2 separate regions of the Rattus norvegicus genome follow, and region 1 is linked to region 2. The links are chromatin contacts, called in public Hi-C maps. All regions are on one chromosome and are shown on one strand. The core of a region is the stretch at or near the end of the contact, and the rest is flanking DNA. Distances in the headings are between cores, read along the strand shown.

Region 1 (4,698 bases), core at 882-3,381, 130 kb before region 2:
CACTCTGGTGTCAGAAGCAGAAGCAGTGCTCATATATATATATATATATATATATATATATATATATATATAGAGAGAGAGAGAGAGAGAGAGAGAGAGAGAGATTTGATTTTATTGTTAGTCAAAGAGGAATAAATTAGGGGAGAGAAAGTAAAAGCACAACTTGATACCAATCAAAAGAGTCTCGTGGCCCCCAATATTATTTAGGAATATTTAAATTTTGTTCATCATGAATAAGGGGTGCCAACTCGAAACCATCACCTTAATAAGATAGTGTGTGTTTAAGATGCAAAAGGCAGTGTTGTGTTTTATCAATAAATGTATGCATGCATAGAAAAAGCATAAATTTAATCTAGACCAGGGGTTCTCAACCTGTGAATCAAGACCCCCTTTAGGGTTCATAGGGGTCACCTAAGACTATCAGAGAACATGGGTATTTACATCACAATTCATAACAGTAGCAAAATTACAGTTATGAAATAGCAATAAAATAATTGTATGGTTGGGGCTCACCACAACACAAGGGAACTATATCAAAGAGGCTGAGAACCACTGATCTAGACTATAATCTTTCAGTGCCTCGTGGGAAACAGATCTCAAGCCATAGCAGTGATGTTCCTTTTCTTAAAAAATAAAATACACAAGTAGAAACTATCCAATGCATATTTAAATTTCTTGCAAAAATAAACCAGAAAGAAAGGAACAGATATCCCACTTTAAGACAAGATGAACATGACCCAGAGCTGAGCCCCTCTGTGTAATAAGACTTCGTTGATGGAGACACTGGGTTTGCCAACATGCAACCCTTTAATGGTTGCCAGTGTGTGACTATCTCTTTTCTTAATCTAAAGAAAAATAATCACTTAACCAAATAAAGATGATTTTCACCGGTCCACAAGAGTTCAGAAAAAGTCACTTACCGATGGTTCTCACTTGAACCACAGCTCGGACGGTCCAGGAACTCACATTATCTGACTGAGTGTAATCGCACACGTACAAGCCTTGGTGAAAATCATAAATATCCTCCATCTCAATTGGATTTTTCTTATACTCGGGCAGCAGTCTTCCATCCTAATCCAAAAGATAAGAAATTAAACACCCCAGAGTTCTTATTGATATTCATTTTGCCCATAGAAAAGCTTCAGAGACTGAACTTCGGTCAAGCAAGAAGCTGTCTCTTAGAATCCTTCGGTAGCTCCTCACAGACTAATCTGGTCTCATTCTGGGCTCTGGCTCCTTTACACGCCCCGCCTTCCCATGACAGTTATGCTCTCTGGAAGCAATCTGTGGTTCCAGGCACAGGCACCACCTTTTTACAGTAAGGGTGCGATGGGGGAACATCCCTGTCCACAGTTGTTAGAAGTAGACACTGGCCCTGGGAAGTAAGTGAGTCGTGGGTACATGGTAGGGAGTAAGCGTGAGTCCCTTCACACAGTCGGCCGTGGGCCTCCAGGCACTGAGTCTCAAGCTCTTCTGTCACATCCCAGAGTGCTCAGGGAGCACCTGGCAGCAGCACACACCTCTCGGCTCCCATAAAACAGGGCTACCTCCCTGAGTCTGAGGAGAGTTGCGAAGAACACAGGGGAACCAATTAAAAAATCAACATCACTGTAGGACGATGCAGAGTAAAGCTCAGGTACAGGAAAGAAGGCCAAGGTGGACTGAATGTGTTTGATCTGTGTAAACGGCTTCCTTAAGGACCTGTGAGTTCAGGAGAGCACAAAGCAAGGAAGGTTTTAAAGCAGGAGAGTGCTGTGATAGGACATTTTGAGCAAAGTGTCTAAAGTTGGCTGTGGTGTTCTTGGACTCGGAAGTAAAGACTATTGTGACCACCTTCTTATCACTTGGGATTTTAGGGCACTGTGGGGGGCCTCAGTCAATATCTGTGAAAAGATTTGTCACCACTGTCCTAAATCCTGCAGACTAACTCCCTATGTGATGCCTTCTATGACACGGGACCTTCCACTCTCCTGGGAACATCAAGAGTAGATCTTTTACGATTATAATCTAAAGAAAGGAGAAAGCAGAGACAACAAACGGTGGAGAACCTGATCTCTACAGAGGTTGCGAAACTCTCTCTTATGTATGACTCCATGTGGTTCGCATTAGATGACAAAGCTCCCAGATGCCACTGGCCTTACACATCAGGGCAGCTGCCATGACTGACCTTCAGTCTTCCTCCTCTCTTAGCTCTCCCACAGAGCCCAATATTCCCACTTCCTCCTGCTGTATTCATACCTCCCTCGGAAACCTTTAGGACAGGACACCTTGCATTGCCTTACAAGACTGACCGCTTTCTCTTCAGAGGCAGAGTGTAGTCTGTAGTTTCACTAACTCCCTTAGTAAGATTCTGACCTAAAGGACAATTCCTCTCAGACTGCCTCTCTCTTGAACCAACTCTCTGATTTCTCTCCATATGACCTATCACTTACTTGTCCAGAGGAGTGTCTGGCTTGGGCTTCACATGGATTTTATCACTTTTATTTTACAAACGAGGAGAAAAGTATTTCATAATTTAAGTTAAAATCTAACACGGGCATGCTTGGTAAATGAAGAACTGAATATTAAACCTTTTTCTGACTAAGAGTCTCATCTGCTACTTGAGGGATTTCCCTTCCACTGGCCTTCTCACAGGTAGAAGCAGGAATTTCCCCACCTCCAAGTGTCTGGCACAGTTCCTGTGGCCCAACAAAGAGCTTTTCCCGGGCTGGCACAGACAGGACCACACTGGTCATAGAGTAGTTACAAGTCAGGAGGAAAAGTCAGGGAAAGTGCCAGAGACAGACAGCTGAAATATTTATCAGGCGATTGTGAAGATCAAGAACACTCCAGAAGTGAACAAGAAGAAAATCCCGGAGATAAAGCTTTAGAAAACCCACTAAGAGCCTACAAACTGCAGAGCATAGACTGTGGGCAGTAAATCTCCTAAGACTCTGGTGGAGTGGTGACACAATGCACCATCACTAAGAAAGACCACAGTCGGTCCACTGAGGAGCGTAGATGGCTAACCAAACAGACCTGTTCCTCGTTCTATAGATAGTGACTACGGCTTAGTGTGTACCATGAAATGACGTTGTGAGATGGAACTCAAGAGAAATGTCAAAGAAACATGTGAAGAGATGTGGAGCTCAGCAGTCTTTTCAGTCACATGCAAGACTGGCAGGAAGGAGACGCAGAGACGTCTGCCCAAAGTACTATGTTCCGCTCTGAGGAGGGGAGGTAAAAAATGAAAGTACAAAGGGGGAGCATCCACAGTGCAACCTGTGTGGAGAGTCGGAGGTCCTGGGAAGAACAAGTGGAAACCAGATGTTTAGGGGTGCATGTAAGGAGAACAAAATCACTCCTAGTGAGAGAGCGATCACTGGATTTTTGTGGTGTCCTATCCTGAAGCTTTACTACCAGGCAGCACGGTACTAGGGAGCACCCCAAAATTGTAGGGTTCTCTAGGAATGGTGCTGTTTACCTGGCCATCCCCTACCTGTTCTGAAGGGACTTCCTGGGTTTATATTTTCAGTCTGTTCTCCTTCATGGGCTTGAAATGGCTGTTCACCATCATCATCGCCACATCTGGATTTAAGCATATCATATCTTCGCTCTCTATGATTGAGCCAGTTTCTATTGTCTACAGCTTGACAAACACCATGAATTATTGTGAGCCAAAAGATTCTAAAATGTTATGATTGCCTCTTTAACTCATCCTTCGTCAAAGCATTTGATTGTTCCTCTTCTTCCATAAAAGTGTCTCCTCCCTTCATTGCCAGCTCTGTGGATAGGAATGCACACTGGGAAAGTTTAAACATGCTAGCAGGGCTCCATCCCCACTGGCATGAGCATGAGCAACCCACAGTTTTTATTTCCAATCTAGTGGGGTTTATACCGTGCAAGAACTCCGCGTCTAACTCAACAAGCAGCTTGCCCATCTTCACTGAATCGGTTCCTTGTCTTTCTCTGTTGTGATGTTATTCTTCCTTAGTTAGAACCCTCGCACAATCTCTTGCTCCAATCACCCTACAATGCCATTCTTATTTTTTCAATCCCATAGTTGTATTCATTTTAATATAATCAATGGAAATTAATAAACCAGACGTTTTAAAATAGGGGTCCAATATCAGTTCCTAGCCAACATACTGAGTAAATTATTGAACAGATGGTGTATGGGCAGCTGGGAAGGAGGTGGTGGTTAATATCAGCCAGCTTGCACTCACTACCAGCATATAAAAGTCATCTAATTTTCCTGCATAACTGAGAACTTAGATTAGAGACTCAGGGCGCTATACATTTGATCTTTACTCTATGGTGTAATTTGGACAATACATTCACGATCCCCCTGTTTAACAATAAGACAGTTATGAGATGAATAATAGGAGGTGTGGGTGCCTTTTCAAATAACTGGACAGTAATGCCACCCCCATGACAGTGTGCCGCTGGAAGCATTCTTCAGAACCCACAGCAGAGAGAGAAAGCTGTCATGCACACTTGCTCAGTAGGCCTCCCACCTCCCCACACTTTTTTTTAAAAATTGATCTTATAGATTTTGCTTTGTTATATTACAATTTAGGATTTTGTGTTCTTAAGGGATTTCTGTGTGTGCCTGTGTGTGTGTGTGTGTGTGCGTGCCTGTGTGTGTATGTGTGTGTGCCTGTGTGTGTGTATGTGTGTGTATGCGTGTGTATACGTGTGTATGTGTGTGTGTGTGTG
Region 2 (4,375 bases), core at 896-3,395:
GGCAGAATTTCAACATGGAGCATGGAGTCCCAAGCCTAGCCCAGGATGATTGAAAGTGGACAGCCACTGGGGGTGGGGTAGGGAATGTCAGTTTTCTTCCAGGCTGAAGGAGTTTTAGTAGATGGTCTCACACACACAGACATGCAGGCTACACTAAGCGGACTCAGTGGTGTGTGTGTGTGTGTGTGTGTGTGTGTGTGTGTGTGTGTGTGTGTGTGAATGGTGTGAATGTGTGTGTGTGTGTTTGTTTTAAAATCAATGGGAGTGTTTCTGTGTGTGTGTGTATTTGAAAGTGTATATGTGAGTGTATGTCAATATGTGTTTGTGTGTGTGTTTGTATGTGTCAGTGTGTGTGTATTTGTTTTAAAAACACATGAAGTTGGAAGGATAAGTGGTAAAGATATAGAGAGAAAACTGGGAGGGAAAGAGCATATTTGATAAAATACATTATATGTATTAATTCATTCTCAAATGATAAAAAACTATAAAGAAACACATAAGCAAGTAAAGAGTGATCAGGAGTGCTGGAAGAAGAAGGGGAAAGAGGAAGGAAGATTAAAAGAGAGAGAGCAATAAAGGGAAAGGGAAAAGAGAGAGAGAGATAGGAAAAAGTGTGGAGGGAAAACAGAAAAGTAGAGTTATCATGTTCCAATATTTATAGCACACAGTTCCAGTTAAAAGAAACTTTTTCACATGTCCCAGAAAACCATTTCCACACCTTCTCCTTTTCCTAACAACCAGAGCAAACAAAACAAATGGACCCAGAAAAATCACAATTTTGCCATTACAGAAATGGTTACACAGTAACAAGTCTGATAGGCTTGCACAATAGCCGTTTTTCATTCCTGTGATAAAATACTTGAGATTGGGCAACTTTGTAAAGAAATTGGGGTTATTTCTCCCACCTAGCAGATTCCAGGTTGTAACATGTAGATGGTTTTAACAATGGTGGAAAGACCAAGTCGTGCAAACAGGAACATGGCAAAGATTCAATGGTGTTACTCTTACAATTACTGGTTCTCACAAAGCCCAGGGGTCTCTTCAGGACTACACTAACCTCTTCCTAAATGGGTCCTTCAGTGACCTGCTAACTCCCTCCAGTTCCCGTCTCCTAAAGGCTCCACCACCTCTCACTGCCAAGAAGGGACACAGGTCCCCAACACATGAGGGGGGGGGGTATCCTTCAAATGTATCCAAACCACAAAACATTGAAAAACAGAAAAACAATCTCATCAGTTTGTTTGAATGGGAAGCACACCTGACTGGTACAAGATTTTCCGTGATCACTGCCTGGGCGCTTATCTTCCAGACGAAGGACCATGTACTATTAAATACCCTTCTCAACTAGTAGCTGTGGTTGGTTTGTATTTTGAAAGCAGCCTGGCTCACTCTGGGAGATGCTGCTGTGTCTTGAAGAGCCGTACGAATCGCCAGTGTGTGCAGTGGCGGTCCTGCACCTCTTGCTTATGTGCTTTCTCTTGCTGGGCTTTCCCCAGCCAAGAGAAGAGACCTGCTAGTCACTCAGCTTCGTTCAAGGCAAGGATAACCGTGTCTACCCAAGGCTAGTGTTTCTGAACACATGAAGGGGCTCAGTGAAGAAAATATAACTTCACCAGACATATCGAAGATCTGGAGACACAGAAAACGTCAGAAGGGGGAATCAGGTTGTCAGGGGTTCAACTTTAGTTGTCCTGACAACAGACAGCAATTGCTAGCTACATCGAGTAGGTGCATTAAAAGTTGCTTCCGGAGCCGAAGTGATTAAGAGTATATGATGCTCTCACAGGTTTGGTTCCCAGCAACCAGACTCATGAATAAATGTTTTATAAAAGTTGCTTCTGAGCCATTTTGTAATTTAAATCAACTGCACTTATAGTGGCCCAACTTAGTGTGACATTTTAGCAATCTCTTGGGGGGGGGCATATACAATAAACTTCAGGGGGGGGGGCCCTTTCCCAGTCCTGTATCTCCTGAGGTGGTGCTGAGAGGAACAGTGGACACAGGCACCTAACTCTTATACCATGTCTACCTCAAACCTTCTGACTGTCCCGATGTGAAGGTTGGAGACAAAAGATGACGCCATTGGTGTGGTTTCCTCTTGTCCCTGATTTTCAGCAGAGCTGATGTTGAAGTTTTAGCTGAGGTCAATGGCATTTCATAAGAACGAATCACACCCAACAATGACCACCACCTCCGCAGCCCAATGGCCAACTTTTACTCATCTGAAGACATCGAAGGTTTTCACTGGTGTTCAATTTGTGGGGGGAAAAAAAACAAAAGACAAAAATGACAACAACAACAAAAAAGTATCTCTTCCTCGCCCAGCCAGGCAAATAAGGAAGAAGGATTTCTAAGATAAATTTTCCTAGAACTGAGTACCAGGAAAAAAAGAGGAACTAGGTAGGTAACCCTGCCTGTGTCAGCTCATCTGGCCAGTTTCAGATCCTGTGCCTCCAAAGCAGACATCAGTAAACTACAAAAGAGGGGGTGCTGCCTGGTGGGGGACATGAGCATAGGCAACTGCTCATCCCTGCGGGGCGTGGGGTGCTGCCTGGAGTCCTGCAGATGCACTTAGGCAATTGCTCATACCTGGGCAAAAAATTTTCTGGTTTCTGAAAAGCATGGAAAGGATCTTGAGCAGACTGGTGTATCAGAGTAGACCACTGCAGGAAGCTGGGGCAGGAACTTCTGGTACACAGAACTGCGGGAGCGCCAAATGCTGCACTGCTACCATTAAAGGATTAATGCGCTAGAAGTAGCTGCTTGCCACGGCCACAGCTCAGTGCACTCTGCATTCTAGAAGGTGTACTTTCTACTTTCTTGGCTGATCAAAATAACCCTTGACTACTTGCGTGCTCTACCTGTACCCCTAGAATGCTTCTCTCTGGGGAGCACAAGACCCAAGATGGTTACCACATAGCATGGCAGCCTAAGCATAGATATATTTCTCCCAGGACCACCTCTGTCAGAGCTCTGGGCAGACTCAAATTTGTCAAAGGACATGAAGGTGTCACCAAAACCCATTTGATATCCTTGGCAGTGTACCAGGGCAGCAGCTAAGAGTATCTGAAAGACAGGGCTGACACCATGTGTAGTTAAGGCTCTAGTAGGCATCTTGTAGGTCATGATATTCACAGCTTGGTGAGACTAATGGTTTCTCCACTACCTCCAGTAATGTGCATAGAGCCTTCCAGTACTAGTTCCAAACAGATTCTATTCAGACAGAAGGGAAAGAACGAGGGTGCCCCCTGCAGGACAAAAGGAGCAATCCTGTACAATGTGGAAAGGTTGGGTTTGGAACCTACCAGCTGCCCTTCTGCTGGGGTAGGATTGGGCTGGAGAGAGAGGGAGGGAGAGAGGGAAAGAGGGAGAGAGGGAAAGAGGGAGAGAGGAAAAGAGGGAGAGAGGGAAAGAGGGAGAGAGGGAGAGAGAAGGAGAGGGAGAGGGAGAGGGAGGGGGTGCTCAATGGTTAAGAGCACTGACTGCTCTTCCAGAGGTCCTGAGTTCAAATCCCAGCAACCACATGGTGATTCACAACCATCTGTAATGAGGTCTGATGCCCTCTTCTCGTGTGTCTGAAGACAGCGACAGATGAGGACAGCGACAGATGAGGTAGTCTCGGCTGCTTTCCCACAGTCATGCTTCATGGGTTGAGCAACCAGACCACCACTTGGCTCCTCTACCAAAATTATACAGGAGCTACTACTACAGAGGTGCTGCTGTTGTGTTTGGAGCTCCTGCCTGACCCATTGTACCTATCCAGTAAACATCAGATACCATGTAGCAATAAAAGTCATACTAATGCAGTAGGACTAATAATTATTACAGTTACAAGCCGAGCCAGGGTTTCAAAAAGAGTCTGAAATGCTCTCAAATCGGCAAGATTTTTTTTTCACTTACACAACATTACCTCTCACAGAAAAGTCAGCCTGCCCTCATGAGATTTGAAATCAGAATGAACTGAATATGGAAACTAAATTACCTGGAGGTTGTGTGTACGTGGCATATCAAACATAAATAAAATTTCGTTATCAGACTTGGGTTCCAGCCCCAAAGTATCTCATTATTCGTATTTAAATAGTTCAAGGCCTACCCCCCAAAATCAGCAGTCTTAAATGGATATGGTCCCAACGGTCTTACATCAAGAGGACCTCATCTGTGACAGCAATATGTTCATCGAGGCCTCAGCAGCACATTTTCTTACAAGGTATGGTGAGGGTGGGGTGCTCTAACATAGGCAATATGGCTTGCCTAAGAAGCAATTCAGCCTAGAAGCAGGGACCTATCCGCATAATCCAGACTAAAGAGAAAGAACACATTTTTAGCCTGAAGTTCAAGAACCTTCTAGAAACAATGTGTCCTGCCTAGCCACCCA

Evidence for each region. Hi-C and Micro-C count contacts between places; a contact is called where the count stands out from the background.
Region 1: a Hi-C map of the A7r5 cell line shows a contact between it and region 2, with 4 times the contacts expected there. The contact joins two enhancer-like sites. A contact is called at or near these places in 5 of 12 Hi-C or Micro-C datasets (the A7r5 cell line, the Rat2 cell line, hepatocytes and 1 more).

The regions. Positions count from the first base shown.
Region 1 is chr9:50,276,779-50,281,476 of GRCr8, reverse strand. Il18rap (interleukin 18 receptor accessory protein) reads right to left here. Exons shown (of 12, transcript NM_184047.2): 6 at 921-1,071. Among named protein-coding and RNA genes, the nearest start is that of Il18rap, 15 kb to the right of the region's middle. Within about 2 kb of position 2,131, at least 4 of the 93 cell types and tissues checked have an H3K27ac peak or open chromatin away from gene starts, as enhancers often do. A contact at or near this core is called in the A7r5 cell line, where this site is marked.
Region 2 is chr9:50,144,176-50,148,550 of GRCr8, reverse strand. No RefSeq gene overlaps it. Among named protein-coding and RNA genes, the nearest start is that of Il1rl1, 26 kb to the left of the region's middle. Within about 2 kb of position 2,145, at least 5 of the 93 cell types and tissues checked have an H3K27ac peak or open chromatin away from gene starts, as enhancers often do. A contact at or near this core is called in the A7r5 cell line, where this site is marked.